Linked DNA regions of Zea mays: regions 1 and 3 are each linked to region 2. Evidence: chromatin contacts called from public Hi-C data. All regions are on one chromosome and are shown on one strand. Each heading gives the region's core, a stretch centred on a gene start, on an enhancer-like site or on the middle of the called end of the contact. The rest is flanking DNA. Distances are from core to core; before and after follow the strand shown.

Region 1 (3,146 bases), core at 304-2,803, 150 kb after region 2:
TGGTGTGCAGTGCAGCTGCAGCTGGGATCTATGGACAGGATAAGGGTGGTTAATAATGTTTAATTAGTCGTGGAACAGTTTGGTGCACATCTTTAGGGGCCGTTCGTTTTTTTCCCGAAATGGAGGCATTGAACAATTTCTAACTGGTATGCTTATTTAATTTATATAAGTTTTCATCAGTCAAAACGATTTCTGGTCTATTTCTGGACAAACGAACAGAGTCTTAATCAGTTCAGACCTTGTTGTTACTCTATGTGATGAGGAGGACAACGCAGCGACCTAGCTTCCAGGTGCCGGTTGCTTGTGCCTGCAGTGTTTACTGTTTGGGATTGGGACCGGGATGGCTTGCTGGTATCAGGCAACGGCTAGCTGGGCAGCCACATGAGGACTTGTTCGGTTAATCCCGTTACCCATGGATTGGATGAGATTGGAAAAAATTAAGAAAGAGTTTGACTTAGTTGGGATTTAAACCCACCCAATCTCACTCAATCCATGTGGATTGAGAGCTAACCGAACAAGCCCTGAATGGACAGGACGAGTTCTCCCTCCAGATATAGGCGTTTCAATCACATTCATCAGACTCGTCCGTCAGGGTAAGAGGTAACTACTTGTTTTCTCGAGAAATTGAAGGAGGAGGCTGAGGGCGAAGAGAGGAACTTCTTCCGTGCCATCCCCCCCACTGTTTTGTCATGCGAAAAATGCGGCTTCGTGTGACGCATTTGCATTCATCATGGAGGAGGAGTTGTCATAGGATGGATGCTGTTGTTGTCGGGCTGCTAGCCTTGGGTGACAGTAATTTGGATGGATGTAAGGGTTAATATACTAGCATGTTCCTTTATTTAGGTGGCGTTCGGTTTCGAAGCCAGCTAGAATAGAGCAGCGGCTCTTTTTGTACTAGGAGCGGGCTTCGTAAGGAAGATTTTGAAAGAAAAAACGGATAGAGATTGTGCACAAAGGCACACGCTTCATTATTACTATTATTATTATTATTATTATTATTATTATTATTATTATTATTATTATTATTATTATTATTATTATTATTATTATTATTATTATTATAAAAATGCGCCGCTGTGTGCGTGTGTGTGTGTGTGGAGCAGACCATCAACCTTGTTCCGCTCAGTTGGTGGTGACCGTTAGTTTCGGTCAGCAGATTAATGAGAAATGCTGCTTCTGGACCTTGCCAACAAGCAAGCAAAAGCACAAACCGAGCCGGAGCAGACAGCAGAGCAAATTGCGGCTCGACAGAACTTTTGGCGAAAGCTTTCCACCACAGATGATCCGGCCCCGGCCCTCCCCCTCTGGTTTTCTACGGGTGAACGAACGGTGGTGGGGGCTGCCAGCCCGGGTCTGGATCTTCTAAATCCAGCAGTCCAGGCAACCCAACTGTTTTGCTAATATAGGGCGTGTTTGGTGTGACGCCTAAGCCGCCACACTGCGCCACACTTTTCAGCCACAAGTGTGGCGCCCAATTTAGCTGCCACACTTGTGGCTGAAAAGTGTGGCACGGTGTGGTGACTTAGGCGCCACACCAAACACGCCCATAGTTTTTCTGCCCGCAGTGGCGGTGTGGGACAGCCTGCCATTGCCAAGCACCGCTCACCGGTTCTCACGCCGTAGGTAGGTAGGGGTCGATCCCAACTCCTTCCTTCCCCTTTGCTGCTGCTTTAATTCCTTGCGCGAAGATCCCTCTTCTTCTTCTTCGTTTACAGCCGTTCTTTGCTCTAACCTCTGGACTTTAGCCGCTCCCACACGGCCTCCATCTTTCGGCATCGAGAGATCCAATAACATCAGGACCAAGAAAGTAAAAAGACGCAATCATTAGGAACTACTTTCTCTCCGTTTCTTTTTAATTGTCGCTGGATAGTTCAATTTTGCACTATCCAGCGACAAATAAAACGAAACGCTACTTATCTGCATTGCGCAGATTCTCTGCTAGCTAGGCTGTTGGCTCGCTCCTTCAATTCTCCTCTCCTCTCCTTCCGCACTCCACCCCCTCCTCCGTAGTAGTAGCAGCATAGCATCTGGTGGTGTGGTGGTCAAGGTTCAAGAACAAATTCAGCTGGAGGCCGGCGGAGATTATTTTATTCATTCCCCTCCGAGGTAGTACCATCGCAGATTCTCTTCTCGTTCGCGCTTCTTTCGTTCCCGACGACGCAGACCATTTTCTTTTTTCCTTTGGCTCTGCAGAGGCTGCATCGAAAAGGGGAGATCAAGGATCCCCGGAGGCTTGTAGCCGCAACAACCACAAGGTATTCCGGGAGAAGTTCGTTACTGTTCTTTCCAGGCCAGCCAGCCAGCCAGCCGTGTGGTGTGGTGTGCGAGCGGAAGGAAGCGCAGCGCAGGCGAACCACGGAAAGTGCGGGAGGAATAGATTCATTCTGCGCCGTCCACTCTTTTCTTTTCTTGGCCTCATGAGCTGTTTCAGATTCCGTCCGCCGCCCACACCGGCCACACGACGGAGTCATGCTGGCAGCAGTTGCCTCTTGTTCTCCTTTTTTTTTCTTCTTCAGCTCCGTTGGGAGGGAACTGAGAAATGAAACTGCGCGGCAGGGAGGCGGAGGGCGAGAGGCTTCTTCTCTGACCAGCGACCGGCTCGCCGTCCAGAGAAGAAGAAGAAGAAGAGGAGGAGGAGGAGGAAGAAGAAGAAGAAGCGCTCTTGGGCTCCGTCGTCGCATGAAGAAGGAAACCATGGAGGGGCATGTGCCATTGCCATTGCCATTGCTCCCGGACGGAGAAACTGCGGTGGGCTACAGCAAGGACGACGCCTCCTCGCCTCTGCAAGGTTGGAACTGTTTGAAAGACCAGGTCGTCGTTGCAGTTCTTCCACCTGTTGTTATTGTTACTCGCCTGTGAATTAACCTTGCGACGACGACGACACGACAACACCTGCCTGACGGAACGGAACTATCTCTCAATCTCAACCCCCGCCCACACTGCACGTCTTTGTGTTCCAGAGGAGATTTCGAGCCTGCGGTCAAGGCAGCGGCGTGTTGACAGGAGACGGCGGGAGGCGCTCGACAGGCTCGTTGAACTGAAAGGTACTAACTAGCCTACCACGTACGGCCTTCAGCCCTTGACACACAGCTGTTGTTAGCTTTGCTACTGTTTGGATTTCCCGCCGGTCTGTCTGTCTCTGAGCT
Region 2 (3,542 bases), core at 458-2,957:
TAAACGCCACTAAAAATATGTTTACGATCGCCAGTATAGAACTTCTCTGTACTAGTGTGAGATGGTTTGCCGGCTCTCTCTCTTATTTTACGATGATCATCAGCAACAGAATTGCAATGTTCTTTCTTTGGCGTCGTCGGCAGGCAGCAAGCTCGGAGGCCGTCGAGCAAGAAACTTCACGGATTCCGCTGCGGCGGGCCGGCGAGCCGGCAGAGGTGGCGTCCGTGGTGTCGTTTCTGTGCATGCCGGCGGCCGCCTACGTCACCGGCCAAGTCATCTACGTTGACGGTGGCCGAACCATAAGAGCTTGACGATGACCAGCATCATCATCATCTACGTCTACGTGGAATCTAACAAACGCACTCCATCCACAAACCTAGCTACAGTGGCCCGGGATTTCACATATATGTAGCCACACACATGCATGACACATGTGTGTGTGATAAATAAAAGAATTCTTTATGCGTGCATATCACCAACGACAAAAGTAAATAACAAGCAGGAAAGAAAAAATAAATAAAACCATGGAGAAATCTTGTTTCATGCGCACAGGCTTGGGCCGGGGCAAAAAACCCGTAACCCGAAGCCGAAATACTTGAACCTGAACCCGAAATACCCAAAATCCGAATTTTGTTCGGGAATTTCGGGTAGCAACTTGCAAAACCCCGAATTTATTTCGGGTAATTCGGGTATCACAATCGGGTATCCGAACTACCCGAATTACCCAAACTTTCAGTGTCATGTACTCATGTCATGTTTAATTATTAATTTATAAATCTATAATTATGTGTAAGCGTGCATAACTTGTGATTGTAGATTGCTTGTGTTTTATATGTCCATGTATATCATTATTCAAACTATATTTTTATACTAATTTAATAGGATGCATGTGTTTTTTTGAAGCCAACACAGCAGTTCAGGTAGTTCGGGAATACCCGAACCCGAAATTTCGGGTACTCGAATTTTCGGGTATTGTAAAACCCGTTGTAATTTCGGGTATCGATTCTCAAAACCCGAAATTTTAAATACCCGAATTACCCGACCCGAATTTTTCGGGTAACCCGAACGCCCACCCCGCTTGTTAGCATGGTGTGCAAGTCATGTACTACTACGTTTAATCCTTCGATAATTGACAGCCTTTAATTATGAGGGTAGAAAATGCAATAATTAAGGATAAAACTACAAATTTACCATGTGTGTCAGTGTGTGGTGGTGCATGCAAACAGGGGGTTGCGAGCAGTCGAGCACAAACATACTTTATAGTTGATACTCTCCACCAAATCGAGTCACGATGACATTTATTTACTATATTAAAGCACCCGTTTCAACGATCGTCCCACGTCAATATTTTTTTAAAAAAAACCCTACATTTTTTTAGAATCAATCCATACTCCTACAATCTCTTCTCTACTATTATAATAAAGAAATTTATGTAAAAATAAGATAAAATTATGTATAAATGAGTGTTTGAACCTTGATTATTGGCTCCATATTCACATCCACCTAATCAATAGAAAACATATATTTTGTGTTTTATTAAAATAAAATATAACCTATGTTATATATAAAAACATAGCAATGCACGGGCATATGACTAGTACTAGTTAAACATGAGTACCGACCAACTGCAGGGGTTAAAATCTAGCTAAAACCATAAGTTAAATTATCACCGCTACTGTAAAACAAAAGCAACAAAGATAAGTTTTTTTTTGTTCGTTGGGAGAAATAAAAGAATTCGGCCCATAGCAACTTCAATGGGCGAGCATGCGGGGGCCTACTAACAAGAGGCATGGCGCATGGGCCGGTGGTCCTCAACTTGGGCCTACATAGTATATCTGCATAAGAAAAAAAACAAATACTTCTAATCGATATGAGAAGTCAAAGACTGTATTTTGGCATTTATATTACGACTTTTTAAATTTGTACCCTTAGTTTTGCCACATTTCTAATTTTTACCTTTAGTAATGTTTTTTTCTCAATTTTTCCCTTCTGCTTTATAGCACTAGAAGACCAAAACTGACCAAAAAAATATGATTAAGGATAAAAATGAGGACACCAGCAAAACTGAGGCCACCAGCTTAATACAACCTTTAGTTTGCTTGAATTTCATACATTTTCGAGTGTGTGTCCAAAAGTAGAGCTAGAGACCGTAATCGAGCTGCCAATGACTTGGCACAGCTAGCTAGCTAGGCCATATATATGAGTGTACATGTTGAAGGGGAAGAGATCATCATCTCAACCTCCATCCAGAGTCATGTTGGTGATGGTTTGGTAGCAGCTATAGCTGAGCAATGCAAATTATAGGTTAGTAAAGAAGAAGAAAAACAATGAGCAACGTTCGTAACTACTTGAAGGCAGTGAGATTAGATGCCTTCCCTTCTTCCCAAATCCCAACAGGGAGAGATATAAGAAACTCTTACGAACTGGTCAGCCGCAATAATAGCTAGGTAGTAGGTGCATCTTCCAGTCAGGCTAGCTGTTTCTTTACCATCTACTCTCGACAGTCGCCAGCCACTTGTATGTACGTTGCCATACCATGCATGTGCACATCCTCTCTCTCTATATATAAAAGATGAACTAGTAGTAGTAGCAAGAGAAATAAAACAAAGATTAGATGCCTATGATTTATGTTTCCATCCAACTAAAGCTTAGTCCATGTCACATTAAATGTTGGAAGGACACTTACGGGTATTAAATATAGTCTAATTAAAAAATTAATTACACGTACGTAGAATTGTAGACTAAAAGACGGGACGGATTTATTAAACTTAATTAAATATATATTTAATATTTATAATTGATATTTAAACATGTAATGTGACACGAACTAAATTTTAGTCAAAATAACCAAACGCCTTATTAATAACTCCCATGTATAAATACATACATGCATGCATAAGTGGTAAATGAAACCAGCGCCTCAGCTCACACCTCACAGTCCTTAGCTGATAGAGCTTACCCTGCCGCGTGGAAGCCTCAAACTCGAGAGAGAGAGAGACCATGTGCGAGGAGAAGAAGTCAGGGGGCGGCAGCGCCAATAAGTGGCGGCACCCTGTGAGCCTCGTCTTCCGTATCGCCGGCATCGCGATGGCCGTGGCGGCGGCAGCGGTCATGGCGGCGGCGAGCCAGTGCACGGTCTACGCCGACTACGACTACGGCGCGCGCCCGAGCACCGTCACGTACAGCGACTTCCCTGCCTTCGTGTACGTCCACCAGACCTCTATCTAAAAGTCCATTGACACGCAACGCAAGTACCTTTTACCTGCACAGACAACACTTCTGAAAACGACCGTGTGCTGCATATGCGGCTGTGCTGTAATGTGATGTGACACGCATCATGCATGCAGGTACCTGGTGGCGGCGACCTCCATCGCGGCGCCACTGGAGGCGGTGGCGCTGTTCCTCAGCGTTAGCAAGAAGGGCAAGAAGGGCCTCCTCAGGGTGCTCATGCCGCTCCTCGGCGCCGCCGCGCCGGCGCTGCTCTACTCGTCTGCCGGCGCGGCGTTCGCCGCCGGCTGGGACGTCTACTACTACTCGGAGTC
Region 3 (3,443 bases), core at 224-2,723, 140 kb before region 2:
TCGATGAGAGACTATGGGAGGGAACGGAGAGAAGAGAACGCAGGGAGAGGCACTTGAAGGAAATGGATCCGAAGATCAAGCTCACCAGTCACCACAGTATAACCAGATATCAACACTGAGTCGTTCCACGAGAGAGAGACTTATTTCTAGGTTTACAGAGAGAGTCAAAAGTAATCTCCAGAAAACTTATTTCTAGGTTTACAGAGAGACTTATTTCTAGGTTTACAGAGACTTTTAACAGCTCCTGGGCATATGGGGGCTCACTGAAACAAATCTTGTTAGAAAACGCCAACGGACATTTCCCCCCTTTTTCTTCTGACAGAGAAAAGGCGCCAGCTTTTTGGCCGCATAAACCCCCTAAACCTTGTGAGTAGTAGTAGTAGTAGGGCGAAGAACAACCACGAACAAACTAAACTAAACTAAACTAAACTCAACCATCGCGGCTCGCTCGCCTTTTCCATCATCAAAATGGTAGAAATAAAGATGTACGGGCGAGAGGGACTGGAATCTGACCTGCCCAGCTTCATCCGGCGCCGAGAGAACCCGAACATCTTGGGCATTGCGGCTCGGCGTCTGTCGAGCTCCCCGGTAGCGCTCGCCCCCTTCTGGAAACGGAGGCGGAGGAGGAGGAGGAGGAGGAGGAGGCTGGTATCCGAGCCTGAACCCTACTGCCGCAACCGCAATCCCGCCGCCCACCACCACCCTGTCACCTGTGCTGTGAGTGACTAGCTCACCTGCAAACAGCAAACATGGAGACGCCAAGAAACAAACCGCATAAAAAAAGAAGAAGAAGAAGAAGAATCCGGGTCAGTGGAGGAGGAGCGGTTGGGATCGTTCCCGAGAAACCATGTCGATTTGCTTCAAAAAAAAGTTGCTTCAAAAAAAGAAACCATGTCGAAGGAGGGTGGGAAAGGACAAAATTTTCCTTTTAAAAAAAACGAAAAGGTCGCTGCCAGCCTTTGGGGACTTGGGGCGAGCGAGAACAGCAAGACGTCGAAACCGTCGCAGATACTGATAAGGGCAGGCCCCGGGGAACCAGTACACGGAGCAACGACGAGAAGAAATCAAGGGACATGTATAGTATGCTCTCGCTAGCATTGGAGAGAAAAGGAAACGCGCCCGATAAAAAATGTTCTTTTTTTTTTGTTCTGAAGAAGTTCCGTTGCCATTGCCAAGAATGCCAGGCACATCAGACAGAGTAAAAGCACTCACAAACGCGCACGCAAGCAGAGTAAAAACCGTCGGTCAAGTGAAATCGAGCGCAGAGCGCGTACTCACTTGTTGGATCTTGGATCGGAGCAAGAGAGATAGATGAGCAGCCAGGATGAACACGCACGGGCAGGGGGCAGCTAGCTCCGGCCTCCGGCGTGAGCTTTACACTGACAGTGAGTGTGGGAGGTCGAGGAGCGTGAGCGCAGCAGCGGTGGAGGAGGGACTGTAGCTGAGGAGGAGCGTGGCGTGGGTCGGCCTCGCGGCCAGTGGCAGATTGACTTGTCCCGGACCTCCGTGCGGGGGGAGGGGCCGAGGGGGAGAAAAGCCTCCGGTGTAGTGTGGTGTAGCTGGTGGCGGAGCCTGCACTGCAGCCTGCAGGCGGCGTGAAAAGTGTTTGCAGGCGTTGTTTTTCGTGTGGTAGATAGTGATACTGTTGGTGCAGTGCATGGCATGCATGAAGGCATGGCAAAGGCGATTCACTTTACTGTTGCCCATGAGTCTCATGTTAACGCAATGAAATTGCGTGTGTGTGTGTGTGTGTGTGTGTTCGGACAGTGAGTGAGTGCCCTGCCTGCCCTCGATGAGAGTGAGAGGAGATTAGTACGTACTAGTGCTGAGCAAAATCTATGTCCAGACTTGAGACCAGACCAGGCATCTATCTATCTATCTGCTTGTTCCAAGGCGCCATTATGAGGTTTTCCCCTTGAAACACGCGCATGTGGAGCCTCATTTTATTTTTACGTACGTACTGCTCCGGCGGCAGCAGCAGCCGCTGTGGCTGCCAGTCTCAGTCTGAGACATGGGAAAGCCTGCCCCGCCCCCCAGGTCGCGGTCACAGCGTTGAGCCTGACGTTGTGGGCCTGCCAAGTTTAGGAAAAGTCGCTATCTCCAATCATAATGGCCTGTGCAGTAATAGTAATAGTAATAGTAATAGTAATAGTAGTAGTAATAATAATAGTAATACTACGATCACTTAACTTTTGGCACTAAAAGCTGTTGTGGATTGACAAACATTTAACTTTTCCAGCTGCTTTCATGAGAATCACTCTGACAAAAAACTGTTTAAAATCAGCGTGGACATACAATCGACCAAGCCTTCGTTATAATAGGGATCCTCCACTTTCTAAATCTTAAACCGTATAAACCTCGTCACCTTCCTCCCCACCTCATCCCCACGACACTCAGATTCTTGCCGCATTCAGATTTTCAGAAAAGATGGTCAGAGAAAAAGTTTAAACCACTGTTTTTTTTTTCTTTCTGGTCGTCTGACCGTAAAGTTTAAATAGAAGATAGCAGGATGGAAGAGCTGCGGGAGACCCAAGCCTTTTACGGCGAAGAAAGTACTAGTATACCACAAAATTATTCTACTCGTGTATTTCACTTCGTTTCATGTTTATTTGCAAGGAATAGGATAGATCTTGGAGCATACTATACTATACTAGCAGCATCTGCCACTGTGGGCAGCGAGCAAGTAGCCGACAGCCGCATTAAATCCCGTCGGGCCGTTCACCATGTCAGGACCTGTACGCCTGTACCATAAAAAAAATCATACTACTCGCATGCATACGGGATCTTCTGTGCCAGCGCGAAAAAAAATAACAGTAGTATATTCTAGCCACTCTGCTTACATATGAATGATGCGGATGATTAAGTTTATCATATATTAGATAAATCATAGTACAAGTGTATCATATATAAATATAATCTATATATAAAACCATAGCTCAATCGATCCATGCATGAACGATGATTAAGTTTAGGTATAAATACATCTCAAATATAGTAGTATTCATTTCCAAGGATCCAAATGGGGCTCAAGGGTTTTATTTCATCTAATAAGACGGTTTGTCTAACACCTTATCCATATAGTTACTTAAAATACTAGTTTATACTAAAGACTATACTATTTGTAGAGTGGACAGGGACGGACCCACGTTGAAAGGAGGCACTCACTCAATTTTTAGGTTTCAGTAGACTTTTTATGTTATTTAGTGTAGTTATAGAGCTTTATTGGTTTATATACCTTCACTTAAGTCTCACTCGAACTTAGGCCTCCACTCCGAATTTAGGCTGGATCCGCCTCCGAGAATGGAGTTTGAATATATAGATGAGGATCTCGTGTTAAAGTGATAACGTGGGTGCCTCTAGAGCTCTAAAAAAAAAGATTCGGTGGAACGCTAGAGCTCTAGCGATCGAGGTAAAACGGGATGGAGTTATGAAAGTCGATCGGA

What was found. A called contact is a pair of places that touch in the nucleus more often than the background predicts.
Region 1: a Hi-C map of ear shows a contact between it and region 2, with 8 times the contacts expected there. The contact joins the promoter of LOC103652735 here to the promoter of LOC103655026 in region 2. A contact is called at or near these places in 14 of 25 Hi-C or Micro-C datasets (bundle sheath, ear, endosperm and 6 more) and 1 of 3 datasets of contacts at active chromatin or transcription factors (leaf).
Region 3: a Hi-C map of tassel shows a contact between it and region 2, with 2.6 times the contacts expected there. The contact joins the promoter of LOC100279529 here to the promoter of LOC103655026 in region 2. A contact is called at or near these places in 2 of 25 Hi-C or Micro-C datasets (leaf and tassel).

The regions. Positions count from the first base shown.
Region 1 is chr4:4,719,979-4,723,124 of Zm-B73-REFERENCE-NAM-5.0, forward strand. It overlaps LOC103652735 (kinesin-like protein KIN-14O), which reads left to right and starts at 1,554. Exons shown (of 12, transcript XM_020552423.3): 1 at 1,554-2,106; 2 at 2,194-2,255; 3 at 2,557-2,788; 4 at 2,961-3,044. The coding sequence starts at 2,680.
Region 2 is chr4:4,572,181-4,575,722 of Zm-B73-REFERENCE-NAM-5.0, forward strand. It overlaps LOC103655026 (CASP-like protein 1U4), which reads left to right and starts at 1,708. Exons shown (of 2, transcript XM_008681845.3): 1 at 1,708-3,203; 2 at 3,348-3,542. The coding sequence starts at 3,001. LOC100281855 (tropinone reductase 2) reads left to right here. Exons shown (of 4, transcript NM_001369249.1): 4 at 144-465. The coding sequence ends at 311.
Region 3 is chr4:4,434,263-4,437,705 of Zm-B73-REFERENCE-NAM-5.0, forward strand. It overlaps LOC100279529, which reads right to left and starts at 1,474. Exons shown (of 16, transcript NM_001152527.2): 1 at 1,337-1,474; 2 at 514-734. The coding sequence starts at 560.